Linked DNA regions of Hordeum vulgare: region 2 is linked to region 1. A link is a contact called in public Hi-C data. All regions are on one chromosome and are shown on one strand. Each heading gives the region's core, a stretch centred on a gene start, on an enhancer-like site or on the middle of the called end of the contact. The rest is flanking DNA. Distances are from core to core; before and after follow the strand shown. Region 1 holds the start of LOC123427246 (inositol phosphorylceramide glucuronosyltransferase 1-like). Region 2 holds the start of LOC123427248 (phosphoenolpyruvate carboxylase kinase 1-like).

What was found. A called contact is a pair of places that touch in the nucleus more often than the background predicts.
Region 2: a Hi-C map of leaf shows a contact between it and region 1, with 2.7 times the contacts expected there. The contact joins the promoter of LOC123427248 here to the promoter of LOC123427246 in region 1. A contact is called at or near these places in 2 of 6 Hi-C or Micro-C datasets (leaf and seedling).

Annotation. Positions count from the first base shown.
Region 1 is chr2H:559,825,363-559,830,181 of MorexV3_pseudomolecules_assembly, forward strand. It overlaps LOC123427246 (inositol phosphorylceramide glucuronosyltransferase 1-like), which reads left to right and starts at 3,440. Exons shown (of 10, transcript XM_045111246.1): 1 at 3,440-3,811; 2 at 4,199-4,319; 3 at 4,556-4,741. The coding sequence starts at 3,575. LOC123427247 (protein root UVB sensitive 2, chloroplastic) reads right to left here and starts at 3,269. Exons shown (of 10, transcript XM_045111247.1): 1 at 3,083-3,269; 2 at 2,858-2,989; 3 at 1,649-1,737; 4 at 1,484-1,568; 5 at 1,215-1,274; 6 at 1,040-1,133; 7 at 815-912; 8 at 387-566; 9 at 51-173. The coding sequence starts at 3,094.
Region 2 is chr2H:559,979,022-559,983,886 of MorexV3_pseudomolecules_assembly, forward strand. It overlaps LOC123427248 (phosphoenolpyruvate carboxylase kinase 1-like), which reads left to right and starts at 3,544. Exons shown (of 2, transcript XM_045111248.1): 1 at 3,544-4,592; 2 at 4,722-4,865. The coding sequence starts at 3,779. The coding sequence ends at 4,777.

The DNA of each region.
Region 1 (4,819 bases), core at 2,190-4,689:
CCAAAGAAAAAACAGGAAGTGTTTGAAGTCACAGGTCAAACATAAGAAACCTTAATGAAATCAGCAACCACCATTGCTGTTCTTTGTGGATTAAGTGTGTTTATAGGAGTTGCCCTCATCTCTTGCACGACTCCCCATATATGTACGGCAGAAAGCAACGGGCCTATGATTAGCTGAAACAAATTTGATATACCAATTAGAAGCTTGTACCAAGCAGAAAGTTCCCAATATAATAATAGGTTCCGGGTTCTGATGGTCATTCTCATTCTCAAAGTAATGTCCATTCTAATCTAATCTTGCAATGCATTATTTTATTTTTACTTTGTTTACTTCCCTGATAAAATGAAACAGAGTAACTTAACAGGTGTGTTAGTGCGAATATGTACCTTCCCTTGAGTTGTTGAACATACAGTAGATGATAATCCAATGCCAGCTCCTATCCCCATAACATTGAAAAGTGTCGAGATGGCTTCCCCTTTAGCAAACAAGTCACTAAGGTTACCTTCTTTGGCAAAAGATGAATATATCGGTAGCCTTGTCGCTCTGGCAGCAACCACAGCCATTCCCTACAATGACAAGCAACAAGATATTAGTGTGCTAGCTCAATTTTCAGGCAGACAGATCTGGACAAACATGTTATCCTTTTTATGACGTCCTATAATCTACATAGTCATTGCATATACCATCAGGCGCAAAGGAAACTCTTTTTTATCTTTGAACAAGACCTCGAGTATTAAACATGCCAATGTCCAACAGGAGATTGTATTGCAATACAGGTGCCATTTGAAGTGCAGCATGCAAGTTAGATCTGCACCTTTGCGAAATTTCCCAAGCCCGCCACTTCAAGAAAAAGTTGTGGACACAGTGGTGAAATGAAGTCCAAGGCGGTACCAAAATCATAGAGAACATCAGCTGGCACACCACAGAAAGAGTCATGAATAATGTAGCTTAGAAAGAAAATTTCAGTATAAGAACACAAACAAACAGAAATATCAGAAAATGTGCGACACAATTATTATGGTGATTAGTGATTACCCACCAAATATCCTCCAACTCTTTGGCTCTGAATCCATTCTTGCCCCCATGCCGCTACATATGAGCTTTCCCGCATGCTGCATCCCATCTTTTAGAATCTGAGATACAGAAAATCAGCCAAGATGTTTTGGTCGCACTACATGCTTGAAACTTTGGCATTTCTGTCGGCATATGCTTACCCAACTTACAGCCGTTGCTTGTGCAGGGGTAGGCCGTAGACCTGCAGCAAATAATAAAGACTGAGCCGCAGCCCACATGGGGAGTCAGTTGAAAGGAGAAAGGTACTATGTTTTTCCATCAACGAAAGTAGGTAAAACGTAAAAGTATAAAAGTTCGACTAATTTCAAATATTCTAGAAAAAGTAGCTAAAATTCATGGAGATGACACACGTAATCCAATCAAGAGTCTTATTGCTAAAGAAAATGTAACAACAACCAGATGAACTGACCTGGGTCGATAACACATGCAGCATAGCACTAGAAAAATGCTGGAGTGCTCGGAATTTGGTATATGTTAGGTAACCTTCATTCACACTGCATGATCAATAGCAAAACTCGTCAAAGAATGTGGACCATTAGAGTATCAAGAATGTCAACGTCCAGTAAACTTGTACCTGTATGGATAACCTGATGGAAAAAACTTGTTCAAGAAAGAATCAACCAACTTATCATGTGCCATCCTGTTATCCTGGACAAGTTTAACCTACAGGAAAATAGGAGCCATAACTTATACAATAACAGAGAATTTACACTCAACTATACAATTAACATGAAAGTAACGTTCCAGTACTTTTACTAGAGAATTATGCTTACTCATACTGAGATTTTTAGTTATCTAGGTAAGCAGTATACATTTCGAGGCCAATTGCTGCTTGTGAAAGCTTACATTAGTAAATCTACGAAGTGCAAGAAGAGGATAAAAGTTGTCGCTGGTGCAGAAACTCAAACAACAATTTTCAAGGTTGCTAGTCCATTTGTATTATTAGAACAAAGGGTCATACGAATATACGATGTATAACATGTCCCATCAATTACACAATCACGCGGCAAGGGTATGTCATTGTATTCAAAATGGAAATAGAGATTTTTGGATTGAGATGGATGATTCATGATTGTGCTTGGAGTTACGAGTGTTTAAACTCGACTTCTCATCTCATATGTGATGTGCCAGTTGTATTACAACCTTGTTGAAGATCTGGTGATTCTACCTGAAGAGTTTTTTCTTTTTTTTGAACTTTTCACCGGGGGAGGAGGGGAAAGCCCCTCAACCACCTGAATATATTACGTAAAGGAAATCTACCTGAAGAGTTAAATGAATAGATATCGCTGTTAAGAACAACCGAGATCTTCTCTGCCCTGTCCTCTCACTTGACCCAGGGAGAGGCTGCATCCCACCTTTGGTAGCTCTTTAGGTTTTCCACTAATTAGCGATATTTAATAAAATGGAATAAATTCTTCACGATAGATTCTTTGAAAAGATAACCCTTACCCCTGGGTAAACATAGAAAGCAAATTGAAATAACACTCAGGACAAAGATGAACTAGTGCTACAAATTAGATACTGTGCTATTGTATAAACTGAAGCATCCTAGCAGTGTAGTTATCGTTTATACTACCTTCTTCGAGCGAGTTAGCTCCAAGATTCATTGTTTATCTGGGCACTGCTGAAATTGCAGTAGGTCGATAATAACTGTTTAAAGTTCAGAAGTGACAACAAGGTCGAACAGGCACATTGCTATTCTCACACCAAGTCAATTTTACCATTTGAGATGCCAGATAAAACTAGAAATCACAAGGGGAAAATGTACTCCTAGAAGGCTTACAGATACGCCCCCGCCCCCGCCGGCGTCGAAGCTGCAGAGCCGCGAGACGGACTCTGAAATCTCCACCCAGGACTCCGGCTTCCGGGGCGTCTCCATCCCGGCCGGTTTGTCGCCGCCTCCGCGAATTTTCTCCTGCGGAAGATAAGAGAGGAAATCAACCGGGGGGGAACTGCGGCGCATGGGGAGTAGGGATAAATGATTGCGAGGTAAGGTTGCCGCGCTTACGAGTATGTCCATGGGGGCGCGACGCCGTGAGGACTCGCCTCGTCTTCCTCCTTTGGGCCGGCCGGTTAGACCGAGACGGCGGCCGGCTGCCGGCGGCGAGGCGGCAGCGGGAAGGGATGTGGGTTAGCCGGTCGCTGAGGGCGGGGACTCCAACTCCTCTTCGGTCGCATGCGTCGCCGTGTGAGTTTTTCTTGTTCTTCAGAGGAGGCCGTGAACTGCTTCTGCAGCGAAAGCGGGCCGAATGGGCTGGGAGGCCGAGCCTGATGGCCCAGCTATGGCCCACTAAGGCTCGTTTCCTCGATCCAGCATCGACGACCGCCGTATGAGCCGCCCTGACAAGTCCAAACCGGATGAACTCATTTGACTGACCGAACACATCTCCATCACCATCGCCATGGGAAGATCACAATAGCACCGGACAAGCCAGAGAGCCGATCCCGAGCAGCTCCGCTCCGAAGGCGAGATCCCGCGCGGGCCGAAGGCGAGGCCCCGATGGGATCGTCGCCGTCCGGGCTGCCCCTGCTGGCCGCCCTCGTCGCGGCGGCGCTGCTCGCCGGCGCGGCCGCGGCCGCGGCGACGGAGGAGGCATACGTCACGCTGCTCTACGGCGACGAGTTCGTCCTCGGCGTGCGCGTCCTGGGCAAGTCCATCCGCGACACCGGCACGCGGCGCGACATGGTCGTGCTCGTCTCCGACGGCGTCTCCGAGTACTCGCGGGGGCTCCTCGAGGTTTGCGGAATGATAAACCCACCCCCACCAATTTACCGGTAGCTTAAGTGTGCTTCCGTGAAGTAGTAGCAGCTTTGGCTCAGAGCTGCGTGGGGTTCAAGTTAAAATTTTGTTGAAACTGAGAGGCAGGAGGAGTTTATGGGTGCTCGTTGCGATCTCAGCGCACAAAATGCATCATGGGTTCTGATAGATTCGTGCAGAATGGTTTGGACCTGGATGAAAGTTTTTTCATTATAGACTGTATTAGTTCAGAAGATTCCTCAAGAAATCACCTGAGAAGATGCCACACAACAATGAACATTATTTGTTAATCTTTTTACCTGCAAAGTTGCTTCCATGTATGTTCCAAACGAATCCGTATTGAATCTAACATTAGATACATTCTAGGCTGATGGTTGGATCGTGAATCGTATAACTTTACTGGCTAATCCTAACCAAGTGAGACCAACGAGGTTTTGGGGTGTCTACACAAAGCTAAAGATATTCAACATGACAAGCTACAAAAAAGGTAAGTTTGGGTAATAATTTAAGCAATTTTGCTTCTTTATTTCCGCCATCAAGTCCATCTGTTTCAAAATGATAATTATATTACTAAACTCTACTCTGAACTGAATGAGCAGGGCTACAGCCATCTATTTTGAAACAACAATAATATTTTTTGTTCTTCAAAAGTATTTATTTTTCTGACATCTCTTTCGTCTCATAATTTTGTGTTACTATTCTAAAAGGTTGTTGTTCTCCCAGTTGTTTATCTTGATGCAGATACTGTAGTTGTAAAAAGTATCGAGGATGTTTTCAAGTGTGGGAAGTTCTGTGGGAACTTGAAGCATTCTGAAAGAATGAATTCTGGAGTGATGGTTGTGGAGCCATCTGAAACTGTTTTCAAGGATATGATTAGCCAAGTAGACCGATTGCCTTCCTACACTGGAGGTCAATGCACTTCTTTTCCTATTATATTCAGGCAATTGTTTGGAGAACACAAGCCGATTGGCTGTGAACAGTTTGCTC
Region 2 (4,865 bases), core at 2,294-4,793, 150 kb after region 1:
CTTTTCCCAATTTTAGTTGAGGGGCAGTTTTGGCAGTTACGGAAAGTCAAGTACACCCTACACATGTAGTTCTAAGAGTGTAGCAGCAGAATGTAAATCATGCACGTGTAAAGTAAAGGAGTAAGGTAGGGAGATCAAACGCATGAGGTTGACACGATGAATTTTGGCATGGTTCCGATATGTGGCGCTATCGTACGTCCATGTTAGTGGAGACTTCAACCCACGAAGGGTAACGACTGTGAGAGTCCATGGAGGGCTCCACCCACAAGGGTCCATGAAGTAGCGACCTTGTCTATTCCACCACGGCTTCCGCTCACGAAGGACTAGCCTTACTCACGGTAGATCTTCACGAAGTAGGCGATCTCCTTGCCCTTACAAACATCTTGGTTCCACTCCACAACACGAAGTAGGAGGCTCCCAAGCGACACCTAACCAATCTAGAAGGCACCACCCTCCAAAAGGTAATAGATGTGGTAGAACGATGAACTCCTTGCTCTTGTGCTTCTAAAGATAGTCTCCTCAATACAAAATCACTCTCTCACAGAATAGGCATGGGTAGGAGCGATTGATTTGGTGGAAAGCAACTTCGGGAGCTTAGAGATCAAGTTTCAAATGATTGGATTGGAATATCTTGGTATCAACACATGAGTAGGTGGCTCTCTCTCATAAAATGGATCTGGGAATGAAGTGTGTGTTCGAAGTGCTTCTCCCACGAATGAGAGGTGGGTGAAGGGGTATATATAGGCAGCACACAAAATCCAACCATTACACCTAAAGTGGAAAACTCGGTGACACCGAAGTCATAAACTCGGTGGTACCGACTGGCACTAAAGGCAGCAACTTTTGAATCTTGGTGGAACCGATATACACAACTCGGTGGCACCGAAAAGGTGGCTAACGATCAGATGACACAACTCGGTGACACCGATACTCAAACTCGGAAATTCAGATTTTGTGTACCAAGGCAACAGAAAGTTGGTCACCTAAACTCGGTAGCACCGGCATGGTTTCGGTTGCACCGATTTGGTGGGAATGGCTAGGGTTCTGTCTGAGATCAAACACGGTGGCGCCGAAATGGGAAAGTTGGTGGCACCGATTTTGAGTGTGTGGTATTGTACAGAATGGTTATGTGGGAAAAATGAATGAGTATTTTGGTGGCTAACTTTGAGCACTTGAGAAACCAGTTCGTTTTAATACCTCGCCCCCTTTTAATAGTATTGGCTTTCCTATGGACTCAAAAGTGATTTTCACAAATATAAAATGAAGAGTCTTCTAGCTTGAAGCTTGAGTCAATCTTATTCCTTTCTTGCATCAAGGGGCATCTCCACATTAGCCTTTAGCCAAAGCATCTTTTGAACCTTTCTGAAACATACTTGGATAAACATATTAGTCCAGTGATGCATATGTTGTGATCAATTATCAAAACAACCATAGCGAGCAATTGTGCTTTCAAGTAGTTTGATGTTTACTCTTGTGCTTCACTTATATCATAAGAGTAAATTGTGAATGAATGAAATACAATAAATCTAAAATTATCAATGTGCTTTATGCTTTGTAGTAGTTGCACATTCGCTTTAGAAAGTAAAATCCGTTGAAGTTTGACAATCATCAAATTGGTCATACAAGCAATTCATGAATGATTAGTATGAGAAAGAGAACTTTCACATACAAATATATTATCTTGGACATATTTTATGATTGTGAATACCCATCAATTATTTCCAACCTTGATCAAATAGTTGAAGTCGGACAATTGATCAATGGTTATGTTTGGGTATATTTGCATAGAAGTTATATTGTTATGGATCCTCCGATGTTTGGCACTTGTTTAGAACCTTTTGCTAGCCAAAACTTCGTACTAAGTGGAGATACTACTTGTGCATCCAAATCCTTGAGCGAAGTTTCTTCCATGAGGGCCCACCATGCCTACCTATACATGGTATTTCAAATGATTGGATTGCATATTTTGGTTTGAAAACACTTGATGTATGTCTTGCACGCGGATATCCGTAGTGACATTGGGGTATTCAAATGATTCACTTGATATATGTCATGGTATGAACTTGCGGATTTCGATGACCCTGACGATCTATGCAGGCATATATTTGTTTTGTCTTTTCATATTCTCGTATTTCTGGGATTTCGTGATTTTCAATGAGTTGAATATCTTAAAAGTAACTACTATTGGAACATATTGACACGTGATCTAGCATTAAAAGTCTTGTCTATATAAACCAATAATCGGATTACGGGTTAGACAAATGGTTTGAGTTATGAAACATTTTTCATACCGAAATCAGCTTTTAATCCGATGATATCATTGGCTTGGGCATTTCCCCGTGATTAGCCACCTGCTAGCCATTGCATGTTTTTTTTTGCTACTCGCTAGCCTTTGCATGTGGAGTTTTGACTTATACCATGATGCAACTATATTAAGTCATACGTCAAAAGGCAAAAGATCATAAATAGTTTTTTTTTTTTTGCCTTTTAAGCCAAAGAGCAAAAGCTAATAATAAGCACAGCCAAACACTCCATTAGATGGCATGGCACGAAGACAAATGCGCTAACATTGACTTTATAAATCTTTTGAATACACTGATGGCAAGTGGTTTACCCAAATGGATCTTAAACGGCATATGCTCGGATAGAACTCAAAAGAATAACCCGAGTTTCTTATCAGCATTTCCACACAAAATACCCGAGCACAAACACAATGTGCCAGGAAATGGTATGAAGATTCGAAGCCGATCTCCGTATCTGCTTATGTTCCAGGACGAGGCAGTGCCAACTAAACTACTCCGTGTGAACCAGTCCACAACGCCACATGCGATTTGAAAAAGGAAAACGGAATCGCATTCCCAGCAAAAGGTATTCAGTGTCAAGTGCAGACCTTCGAATTATATTCTCCGTGGCGACAGATACGTTAGAGGCGTAGGGGGTAGATGGCTTATATAACTACGTGATCCTATCAGAAACGGATGTGCGGGTCCCACTTTATCCCCCGTTCCCGTCACGGCGGGGCGGGGCTAGCGGCCACGTCCCTGCACGCGGCGGAGGCGGGCCGGAGGGAGGTCCGGCGAGACGTACGTACGTGTGGACTACCGCCGGAGCGGGAGGACCCACCGCCGGAGACGGCCGAAGCTTTTGCCAAAAGCCGCCACTGTTTGTGACGCTACGGTGGCGGAGCGCGAAGCGCACAGCCGTCCTGTGGTTTGCAGCGCGGCCGTCGACGTCGACGTGGCGGCTTGCTACTTCCCCGCTCCGCTGCGGCCGTGCACTTGTTCTGTTCCACGTGGAGGACGTCGTTGTGCAGCACGACTGATAGTTATGAATGCAGGTAAATTATGCATCGGATCGACATGGAATCTTGTCGAGAACATTAGCTAGGCACATGTTCATTGTAATGACGACGATGTCCTGGTTCGTAAAATAATGAAGTAGTACTATGAGGAAATAATGAAGTGTTTGACAAAGACTCAGGTAAATTAGTCATGCAGTTTGCTGACTGCTTGACTCCAGCTGATCCTAATGCATCCGTCGACTAATTACATTGCAATTGTGATAGGATTAGATAAGATTACGGGTACGTATTGTATTTGTACTAGTATTAACACGAGGGTAAAACTGGAATATGGTCCGGTCGAGCAGGATCCGGATATTCGGCGGCAGCCCGAGGTTGGGGCGCTCCGTTAAATAGGCGGCCACCGGGTCTCGAACCAACTATCCCTCCAAAGATATACCGCGAGATAGAAAAAAAAGAAAAACAACAGATCTGCCCATGAGTGAGGAACTCAACCGGGACTACGAGATCGGGGAGGAGGTAGGGCGCGGCCGCTTCGGCGTGGTCCGCCGCTGCGCGTCCCGCTCCACCGGCGACCTCTACGCTGTCAAGTCGGTCGACCGCTCGCTCCTCGCCGACGACCTGGACCGCGGCCTGGCCGAGCTGGAGCCCAAGCTGGCGCAGCTGGCCGCCGCGGGCAACCCCGGCGTCGTGCAGGTGCACGCGGTGTACGAGGACGATGCGTGGACGCACATGGTCATGGACCTGTGCGCCGGGCCCGACCTGCTCGACTGGGTCCGCCTCCGCCAGGGCGCGCCCGTCCCGGAGCCCGAGGCCGCCGCCGTGGCCGCGCAGCTCGCCGAGGCCCTCGCCGTCTGCCACCGCCGCGGCGTCGCGCACCGCGACGTCAAGCCGGACAATGTGCTCCTCGACGCCTGCGGCGACGGCGAAGGCGGGCCCGTGCGCGCCCGGCTCGCGGACTTCGGGTCGGCGGCGCTGGTGGGCGGCGGGGAGGGCGCGCGGGGGCTGGTGGGCACGCCGCACTACGTGGCGCCCGAGGTGGTGGCGGGCGGCGAGTACGGGGAGAAGGCGGACGTGTGGAGCGCCGGGGTGGTCCTGTACGTGCTCCTCACCGGCGGCGCGCTGCCCTTCAGCGGCGAGACGGCGTCGGACGTGTTCGCCGCCGTGCTGCGCGGCAGCCCCAGGTTCCCGCCGAGGCTGTTCTCCGGGGTGTCGCCGCTGGCCAAGGACCTGATGCGCCGCATGATGTGCCGCGACGTCTCCCGAAGGTTCTCCGCCGACCAAGTCATCCGTAAGCCCCCGCCCCTATACCACATCGGATTCTTCCTCTACGTAGATCGGAAGCATAGACCCCGCTGCGTTTGGCATATCCAACTTTTTATATCTCAATCATCTGAACAAAATTGGTTGATGATCGCAGGGCACCCGTGGATCGTGAGCGGAGGAGGGGCCCGAGAGGCGGTGCAGCCAACCTAAGGAGGCCCGTAGCAGGCCCACGTACGTCGACTGTTCCCGTGGAGAGATAACGTGTCTAGCGTCTTTGTATATGCGACGAGAGTGTGCG